2 separate regions of the Ovis aries genome follow, and region 2 is linked to region 1. A link is a contact called in public Hi-C data. All regions are on one chromosome and are shown on one strand. The core of a region is the stretch at or near the end of the contact, and the rest is flanking DNA. Distances in the headings are between cores, read along the strand shown.

Region 1 (4,444 bases), core at 512-3,011:
ACTGTACAGTCCATGGGGTCGCAAAGAGTCGGGCATGACTGAGCGACTTTCACTTTCAGACAAGCTTGGTCAGGTGCCAGTTATATTGCTGCCTGTATTTCTTGTAGCGCCAAAGGTTCCGGGCCTGGCAGGAGCGGCGTGCATGAATGTCCCCACCCTCTCAGAATCCTGATGCCAGCCACCTGGTCTTTCTGTCCACAGAGTTATATTTCGAGCAGTGCTTCTTCATTTACTTTTGGTTGAGAAACTGCATTTCCCCCGGCTTCAAAACCAGAAGAGCTAGACCAAAGGAGAAAATACATGAGGGCAGACGGCTGCTCCTGCCTGCGGCCCAGCGTCCTGCCACCGGTCCCGCCCGTTCTGTGAGGTTCTGGCGTCTGGCTCTGGGCCACCCTTTCTTCTGAGACTGTGCTCCCCTCCCCGCCATCAGCTGAAGATACTAACCAGACCTCAGTTGTCACACGTGGGCCCAGGCCCCCAGCACGGTGCCTGTCACATAGAGGTCCTCCGTACATGCTGGGTGTCTTGTCTTGTTTAGTACTTATTTTTGTTCATTTAGTTGGCTGCTCCGGGCCTTTTTTTTTTTTATGCAGGATATTTGGCCTTCATCTCCATGTGCAGGAGCTTCAGTTGCAGCATGTGAGATTAGTTCCCCAACCAGGGATTGAACCCAAACCCCCTGCATGGGGAGTGTGGAGTCTTAGCCACTGGACCCCCAGGGAAGTTCCTCTTCTCTTCCCCTTAGGTTCCACCTCCTGGGCTTTTCTGGGAGCAAGAAACAAAGACTCAGCCAGGTAACTGCAGCAAAAGAGGTTTTCTGGGAAAGAAGGGCTTTCCTAGAAAAGGAAACAGAAAGGCCCAAGATCCCAGGAGCCAGTCTCTGTCCCTCCCCCAAAGGCATCGGAGTGTCCTGCCCCCGTCCCCCCACTGCAGCTTCCACCTCGTTCCCTCACACTTGGAGGTTATCTCAGGAGTGTTCCCCACGGTGCCCTCAGCTAGCTCAGTTTCTGAAATTTTCCAAGGCAGGAACAGATGGGTCTCTACCTGGTCGGGACACAGTTGCTGGCTGGCCAGACCTATGGGTGAGCCACAGGGGTGGGTGACCGTGCAGTGGCCGGTCACCTGCAAAGGTCCTTCCACCCAGGTGGAGGGACACGGGGACCTTCAGGAGGAGCCTGCCCCCCAGAGCGCTCTGTGTGCAGAATGGGCCAGCTGGCAGGAGGGTGGGATGGGGTGGGTGTGTGAGAGGCTGGAGCTGGGGTCGCTCGTGTCCCCTTCTCCTCCCTGTCTTTCCTCCCTGACACGTGGAGGTCCTCAAAGCAGGAAGGAGCTGAGAACAGACCCGCTGACCTCTCCCAGACAAGCCAGCCCCTCTTTCTCAACAGGGAGCAATTAATAACCACCTGCAGGGGCACCTGCTTTTGATCTTTCCAGGGCCCGAAAGGCCCCGGAAGGCCAGGACAGGGGCTGGGCCACCTGAGCCCGGTGAGGAGCACCTAACCGTGTATCAGGGAGGTGGCGGCCGCGGGAAGCCCCGGGAGGGCAGCGTACGGAATCGTTAGAACCCAGCAGCAGGGGTGCCCGAGCAGGGTTGGGCCCAGAAGTCTGAGGTGGGGGCGGGTCGGCTGGTGGGCCTTCTCTGGGGTGGCGGGCAGGACGACAACGCTGGTCCTGCAGCCTGGACTCGCTGCGGCAGCAGGGAGGAGCCCGGCTTCCGCGGCTAGGAAGGGGAGCCAGGCGAGCCGAGCTCCCTCCAGCGCGCCAGGCCTCTTCCAGCGCCTCCTACCCGCAGAGAGGCGAATCGCGAGCCGCCGCCAAAGCCAGAAGCTGCGTGCCAGTCCCAGCCCCCGCGCCTCAGAAGGGGGACAGAGAGAAAACCAGCGCACCAAGAGGGGAAACTTGTTCTCCTGCACGTGTGTGTGCACACATCGACATACACGCATAGATATACATGCACACAGCTACACATGTAGATATACACAGAGATACACACAGATATGCACATGTACACACACAACAGAGATACATACATAGATATACACACACACTGCACACATTGATATGCACACACTATACACAGAGATATATACATACACACAGATACAGGCAGGTACACACAGGCACACACATGTCACACACACAGATGTACACACACAACATACACAGATATGCACACAGTATACATAGAGATATATACATACACACAGATACAGACAGGTGCACACAGACAGGCACTCACGTCACACACACACAGATGTACACATACACAGACACACAGATACACACACACATATACACTCACCACAAACACAGACACACATCACACACAGAGCTGTGTACATATACAGAAACAGATACACACACAGATACACAAATACATACATATAGGTACACACCACACAGGCACACACACACTGAAACCGCAAGCTCCCTCCCTGCAGGCTGGATTGTGAGTCATGCCCCTTGAGTGTCAGAACCAAGTCAGCCAATCTCATGGCCTTGACTGGGGTGGGGGGTACTTTTCTGATTCTGAACTGTCTGCCCCTGGACCCATTACCTTCCCAGCCCCAAGAAGCCCCCTGGTTTGAGATCCTGTATTAAAAGGAAGCTCAATATTTCCATCTCCGGAGGGACATCTTGGCTGATGGTGGGGAAATGCCCACCCCTGTCCTGGGAGAGAGTCTTCTGCATTTAAATTGATCATTACACAGGAAACACAGTGAGACTCCTCTACCAACAGAAAGTGAAAGCACTCAGTCATGTCTGATTCTTTGCAACCCCATGGACTATACTGTCCATGGAATTCTCCGGGCCAGAATACTGAATTGGGGAGCCTTTCCCTTCTCCAGGGGATCTTCCCAACCCAGGGATCGAACCCAGGTCTCCTGCATTGCAGGTGGATTCTTTACCAGCTGAACAAGGGAAGCCCAAAAATACTGGAGTGGGTAGCCTATCCCTTCTCCAATGAATTCCCCTACCCAGGAATCGAACTGGGGTCTCCTGCATTGGAGGCAGATTCTTTACCAACTGAGTTATCAGGGAAGCCCCTACCAACAGGCAGTATGGGCTAAAAGTGTTCCTCTGCACTCCATTTAAACATCACCTCCTCGTGGAGGCCTCCCCAGCCTGTTCCGTCTAATTGGGTCCCTCTGCCACCCTAGTGCTCTCCATCCCCTTAGAAGCATCTGTCATGGGGGGTTCTGTTTTTTGAGGTGTGTTGCTGGTCTTCTCCTCTAGACAGCAGACCCCCAAGGGCAGGGTCATGTCAGCCCCTTCACCTCTGCAGACTCAGAATCTGGCCCAGGGCCTGGCACATAGTAGGTCTCTGTAAGTGTCTGTCAAATGACTCGACTTCACAATATCAAATGGTTCTAGATGAACCGCGATGTATGAATTAGCGGCGTGGGTGGCATCGCCAGTTCCGAGAATGTCATGAGAGGCAGTTCCTCTCCTCTCCCACAGACCATTTCCAGATTGAGAGGATCGTGGACTGAGGACTGTCCTGACCTCTGCGGCATTTCTGCCAGGCTTGTGGTACACCTGTACGCCCACGGGGATGAGGGCCTAGCCTAGGCTTCTTCCTCATCACCGCCTCACTTCCTGACCCTCCAAAGGCACCGGACTCCTTGAATGTGAGAACTGATGGGACCCCATAGATTCTGAAGATGGCTCCACAACACAGCTACCTGGGGGACATTTAAGAATACCACTCTGGGACCTGTCCTGCTGGTCCTGAAGTTAAGACGTCACCTTCCAATGCAGGGGCTGCAGGTTCAATCCCTGGTCAGGGAACTAAGATCCCACATGCCTCATGGCCAAAAAACCAGGACATAAAACAGAAGCAGTATTATAGCAAATCCAATAAAGACTTTAAAAATGGCCCACATCAAAAATATCGGTTAAAAAAAAGTAAATAAAATAAAAAGACCAATTTGTGGATCCTGCCAAGAGCTTAAGTCCTGACTCTGCCACACACTCTGCGAGCTTGGGGAAGTTAATTAACCTCTCTGTGCCTTGATTTATTCACTTGTAAAGTGGAAATAATAATAATCCCAACCTCAGAGGTTTGCTGTACCGATCAGTCAGCAATGTATGTAAAGCTCTTGGTACGACACCTGACTCAGTAAATACTGGATAAACGTGGCTATTATTGTCTTGATGATCTCATCACTAGTTAGCGACTGACGTGGGGCGAGCATCCAAGCCTCCTGATGCCGGATCCAGTGTTCTTTCCAACACGTCACTCTGAATGTGTACACGGTCTTCCCTCTGAGGCCAGGCTCACACTCGGCAAAGTGGGCATAGGGCCGCTGCCCCAGGTCCCTTGAGTCAAACTGAATGGAAGGGAGAAACTGGACCTGAGAATGAAGGACAGCTCTGACCCCCCGGGGAGCAGGCAGTTGGAGAATGTGGGGCTTCAGCAGGCAGCCTCTGAGTCCTTTGA
Region 2 (4,444 bases), core at 505-3,004, 320 kb after region 1:
TGGCAGCTTTTTCCTTTCCTTACTGGGAGGCCAAAAGAAGACACACATATTTAACTGCTCAAAGAGATGCCTGGGATTCCCAGTTGTTCTATAGTCTATTATCTAGTTGTTACTTACAGAGCAACTATTAAGTCTGAGTGTCCTAAAATTAACATCATCGTATTTAATTCTCATTATATAAAAGCCTGACACTCAAATAACCTCATCTACAAAACAAGAATAGAGTTATTTGCCCAAGGTTACCACAATTCAGTGGCAGAGCTAGAATTTATTTATTTTTCAAACTTTAAACTTTTTATCTTGTATTAGGGTATGGCCGATTAACAATGTTGTGACAGTTTCAGGTGAACAGTGAAAGGACTCAGTCATATGTACACATGTATCCATTCTCCCCCAAACTCCCTTCCCAACCAGCCTGACACATAACAATGAACAGAGTTCCATGTGCTATACAGTAGGTCCTTGCTGGTTATCCATTTTGAATATAGCGGTTTGCTCGTGACCTTCCCTGCCTGCCTAACTATCCCGTTCTCCCAGCTCAGAGCTAGAATTTAAATCCAAGTTTTTTCAAAGTCTAAACCTTTTTTCTTTAAAGTGGGTTATTTTACATTCCTAATTCTAGGGTAGGGACAAAATTATTTTAAAGACCCTTTTGAAAAGGTGGTCGTTAAATGAATATGGGAAAACAGCCCTGCTCCTACTTCCTCTGAGTCTTTCCTGTGCATAGAGATAAGGACAATATACAATGGATGGAGAAAAATGACATGATTAACTGAGTAATTTGAAAAAAATTCATCTTCAAGTTCTCTGAAGATATAAAATTCCTCATTAAAAGCAGATATTTCACTGGAAATCACATGGAAACTTAGAGGGAAAATGTCACTGGGATGTAATTATTGGTGATTAAAGCAATGATTTTAAAAAAAAGTCTATCATGAGCTCATCACAGAAATGGCTATACAGGGATACAGAAATAAAAGCAAATCCATAGGAGTACTTGAAAGCCAGCAGGGATGTCCTGAGTAGATAAGACCATGAGAAGATTCTAAAAGATAGAAAAACAGATAGGCACAATAGGCAACAAACCTTTAACACATAATAGACGAAATGGAGCTCTCCACAGAAGGAACATTTCCGGTAAATCCAAAATAACCCAGAGACCAAAGGTGGGGGGCTGGGAGAGTGAGTGGAACTGGGGCCACTATTATATGAAATCCCTATATATATGTAGAATTTATTGTTTCTGGGATTTCTGCCTTTCAGGTTTTAAAAATTTGTTTAAAGTATCACTATTAAAAAATTATTTTAAAGTGAGTATATTTTCTTCTTTTCAGAGTGTCTATAACAGTTTAGAGTTACTTCTCCCATAGTTTAGTCACAGATAGCCAAACATTTTAAGACTTCACAGTAAGCATTTTTCAGGCATGTGTGAACCCAAACTGGTCTGTGAAGAACAGTCAAGATGTTACTTTTAACACACATTAATAATATATACAAAGTCAGAAACACTAGTTTTCTTCACTTTAGACTTTCTTTTCGCCTTAATTTTAAGATGAAATTTTACTAACGTTAAAAACTTAAATGCTATGTTTAGGAAAGGAATGACTCCAGAGAACCAAGAAATACACTTAGCAGGAAAAAACAGAATGTGTGATTAATGATGATATAGATTCGCTTACAAACCTTTGTGAAGTCTGATGGACACCAGCACACAGATGTGACCTCTTGAGAATGACCCAGGAGCACGGTGGGAGGATGCCAGGGCATGGAGACCTATCACACCATCAAAAACAAACAAGTCAGCAGGGCAGTGTTAGGTCTCCAGACCTCGACTTCAAATTTATCCATACTTGTACCTTAGACAGCTGTAGAGTTGTTACCAAAAATCCCTAGACATGCCTAGTTATAGCTCAGAAAAAGAGGCCCAATGGGCAATGAAAGTATTTCTGTCATTAATCTGAGAAAACAGAAGGAAAACAGCCAAAATAAGTAAATAGTATGAGGTAAGATACCAGGACAGCTCTTATTTCAAATCAGGACTACTTCAGTTCAGTTCAGTCACTCTGTCGTGTCTGACTATTTGCAACCCCATGAATCGCAGCACACCAGGCCTCCCTGTCCATCACCAACTCCTGGAGTTCACTCAGACTCACGTCCATCGAGTCGGTGATGCCATCCAGCCATCTCATCCTCTGTCTTAGTTATATATATTTTGATTAAAATTCAAGACTGAAAGGGTGAGTTTCAGTGGCTAGGTATAACACTTCAAGTGGAACCTAGACTAAATTTTAGATCTTCTCTAGTCAGCTACTTCCAGGAACACTGCACATACTAAATCCTGAAGGTACTTGAGAAATGGTAGCAGATCTCTTGGGACAAGGGGATAGTCTTTCTTCCAAAAGAACTCAACTGACTTCTAAGAAAGCCCAAAGTTATACTCCTTCATTTTGAAGGGGGAAAAGCTATATTCTACATGGCACTTTGGTATTTTTTTGGGAAAAAAAAAAAAAAAAAAACACTTCTCTGAAATTTTATTTTCAGTTCATTTGCTTAAAGAAACTGAATTTTCAAGTTAAGTATTGTCACATTTTAATGTACAAAAGAAGGGTCACATTGTGCAGTACTACACAGGTGACTAAGAATGGTATTTTCCCCCTCACTGAATGCTATTAGTGATATGCGTTTGACAGCTGACTCATTCAAGAGCTGTCAATCCCTGTCAGAGGCCATGGGCATTAATCAGCACAACACAAAGAGACAGACTCACGTAGCTATTACTAGCATATGTGTTTGAAAAAGAGAAATTATTCTCTTCTCATTTACCTGAGACTCTTAACCATTGCTCATTCATATGAAGAAGGAGGTGGCACTCTGGGAAGAATGTTTGGAACAATGACTAAGTAAGTTAATCGACTCCTCAGACTGTAGTTAAGAGATTCGACATACTGATTCATAAAGTATCCAACTCAATTATTACTACTCCTCTCCTGGGTTAAATGGCACATATGTAATGATTCAAAAAGCCAAAGAAGACAAAGAGCAGAATCTGATTTGCCCTGCTGGATTAATTAAAGTTTAACAGAAAAGGAGGCTTTTCTTCGAGCTCTAAAAGGATCTCTCTGGCTGCCTACTCCTACAATCCCACAGAACTCATTCTCTCACATGGTGGCATATTTTAGAAAACACTTTCAAGATAGACTCTAATGATCTCAACAGTCACAGAAATTCTCAATGGTCCCAGCCTACAAAGTTTCTCTTTACCCAAGACCCAAGGAGGATGGGTAACAGCAAATTAAAAGAGAAAATCCTATGTCCTTCTGACCCTCCCGGGTAACAACATATTATTTTATTCCATGTATTTACTTGCTTGTTGCTTCTAGCTCATCATCTCATGGTACTGTCCCTTCCTCAGTTTCTTAGGCATTACATATACCGAGGAGAACCTGAGTGTCTATATCGAAGATTAAAAAATGTCCAGAAAAAAAATGTCCACCAATAGAATGTATGTACATTTCTGCACTTATCTATAGGATTTAAGAGAAAAACAAAACAAAACCCCAGAAGAAAAGATAGACCTGTTGGAAAAATTTTTTATAATTTGATAATAAGGCAGGAATAAAAATAGTAACAATAAAAGTCAGCATTTATTGAATGATTGCCATGAACCAGGTATCTTACATAGCATTAAAAGTGAGGGGAGGAGTTCTAAAAAGTTAAAAACATAGAATTAGTTACCATATGACCCAGCAATTCTACTCTTGGGTATACACTCCCAGGAGAATTGAAGACATATTCAAACACAACTTTTTACATGCATGTTCATAAAGCCAAAAAAGTGGGGACTTCCCTGGTGGCCCAGTGGTTAAGAATCCACCTTCCACTGCAGGGGACATCGGTTTCCTCCTTGGGGAGGGAACTAAGATCCCACATGCTGAAGGACAACCAAGTCCACACACCACACTGGAGAGAAGTCTGTGAGATGCAACAAACGATCCCGAATGCTGCAACCAAGACCGGATGCAGTCAAATATATAAATAAATGAATACTTTTTAAAAAAAGCCAAAAAGTGGAAAAGTTTAAATGTCCATCAACTGATAAATAGACAAATAAGGTCTAAACATCCAATGGAATATTCCCTCCATAAAGAGGAATGAAGTACTGATATATATAACAAATGGATAAATTTTATGAAAGCAAAGCCAGACATAAAAGATCATGTCTATATATAATTCCATTTATAAGAAATGTTCAGAAAAGGCAGATCTACAGAGACAGAATGCAGGTTAGCGGTTGCCAGAAGTTGGGGGAAGGGAGGAATGGAGTGACTCCAAAGGTTATGGGGTTTCTTTTGGGAGTGATAAAAATGTCTGGGAATGAGATGGGATGGCTGCACAATACTGTGACTATACCAAAAAAAAAAAAAAAAAAATCACTGAACTGTAC

Evidence for each region. A called contact is a pair of places that touch in the nucleus more often than the background predicts.
Region 2: a Hi-C map of liver shows a contact between it and region 1, with 7 times the contacts expected there. The contact joins two enhancer-like sites. A contact is called at or near these places in 13 of 16 Hi-C or Micro-C datasets (blood, hypothalamus, liver and 6 more).

What each region holds. Positions count from the first base shown.
Region 1 is chr12:70,594,155-70,598,598 of ARS-UI_Ramb_v3.0, forward strand. No RefSeq gene overlaps it. Among named protein-coding and RNA genes, the nearest start is that of NENF, 19 kb to the right of the region's middle. Within about 2 kb of position 1,762, at least 2 of the 54 cell types and tissues checked have an H3K27ac peak or open chromatin away from gene starts, as enhancers often do. A contact at or near this core is called in liver, where this site is marked.
Region 2 is chr12:70,916,012-70,920,455 of ARS-UI_Ramb_v3.0, forward strand. DTL (denticleless E3 ubiquitin protein ligase homolog) reads right to left here. Exons shown (of 15, transcript XM_004013903.6): 12 at 1,684-1,773. Among named protein-coding and RNA genes, the nearest start is that of DTL, 34 kb to the right of the region's middle. Within about 2 kb of position 1,755, at least 3 of the 54 cell types and tissues checked have an H3K27ac peak or open chromatin away from gene starts, as enhancers often do. A contact at or near this core is called in liver, where this site is marked.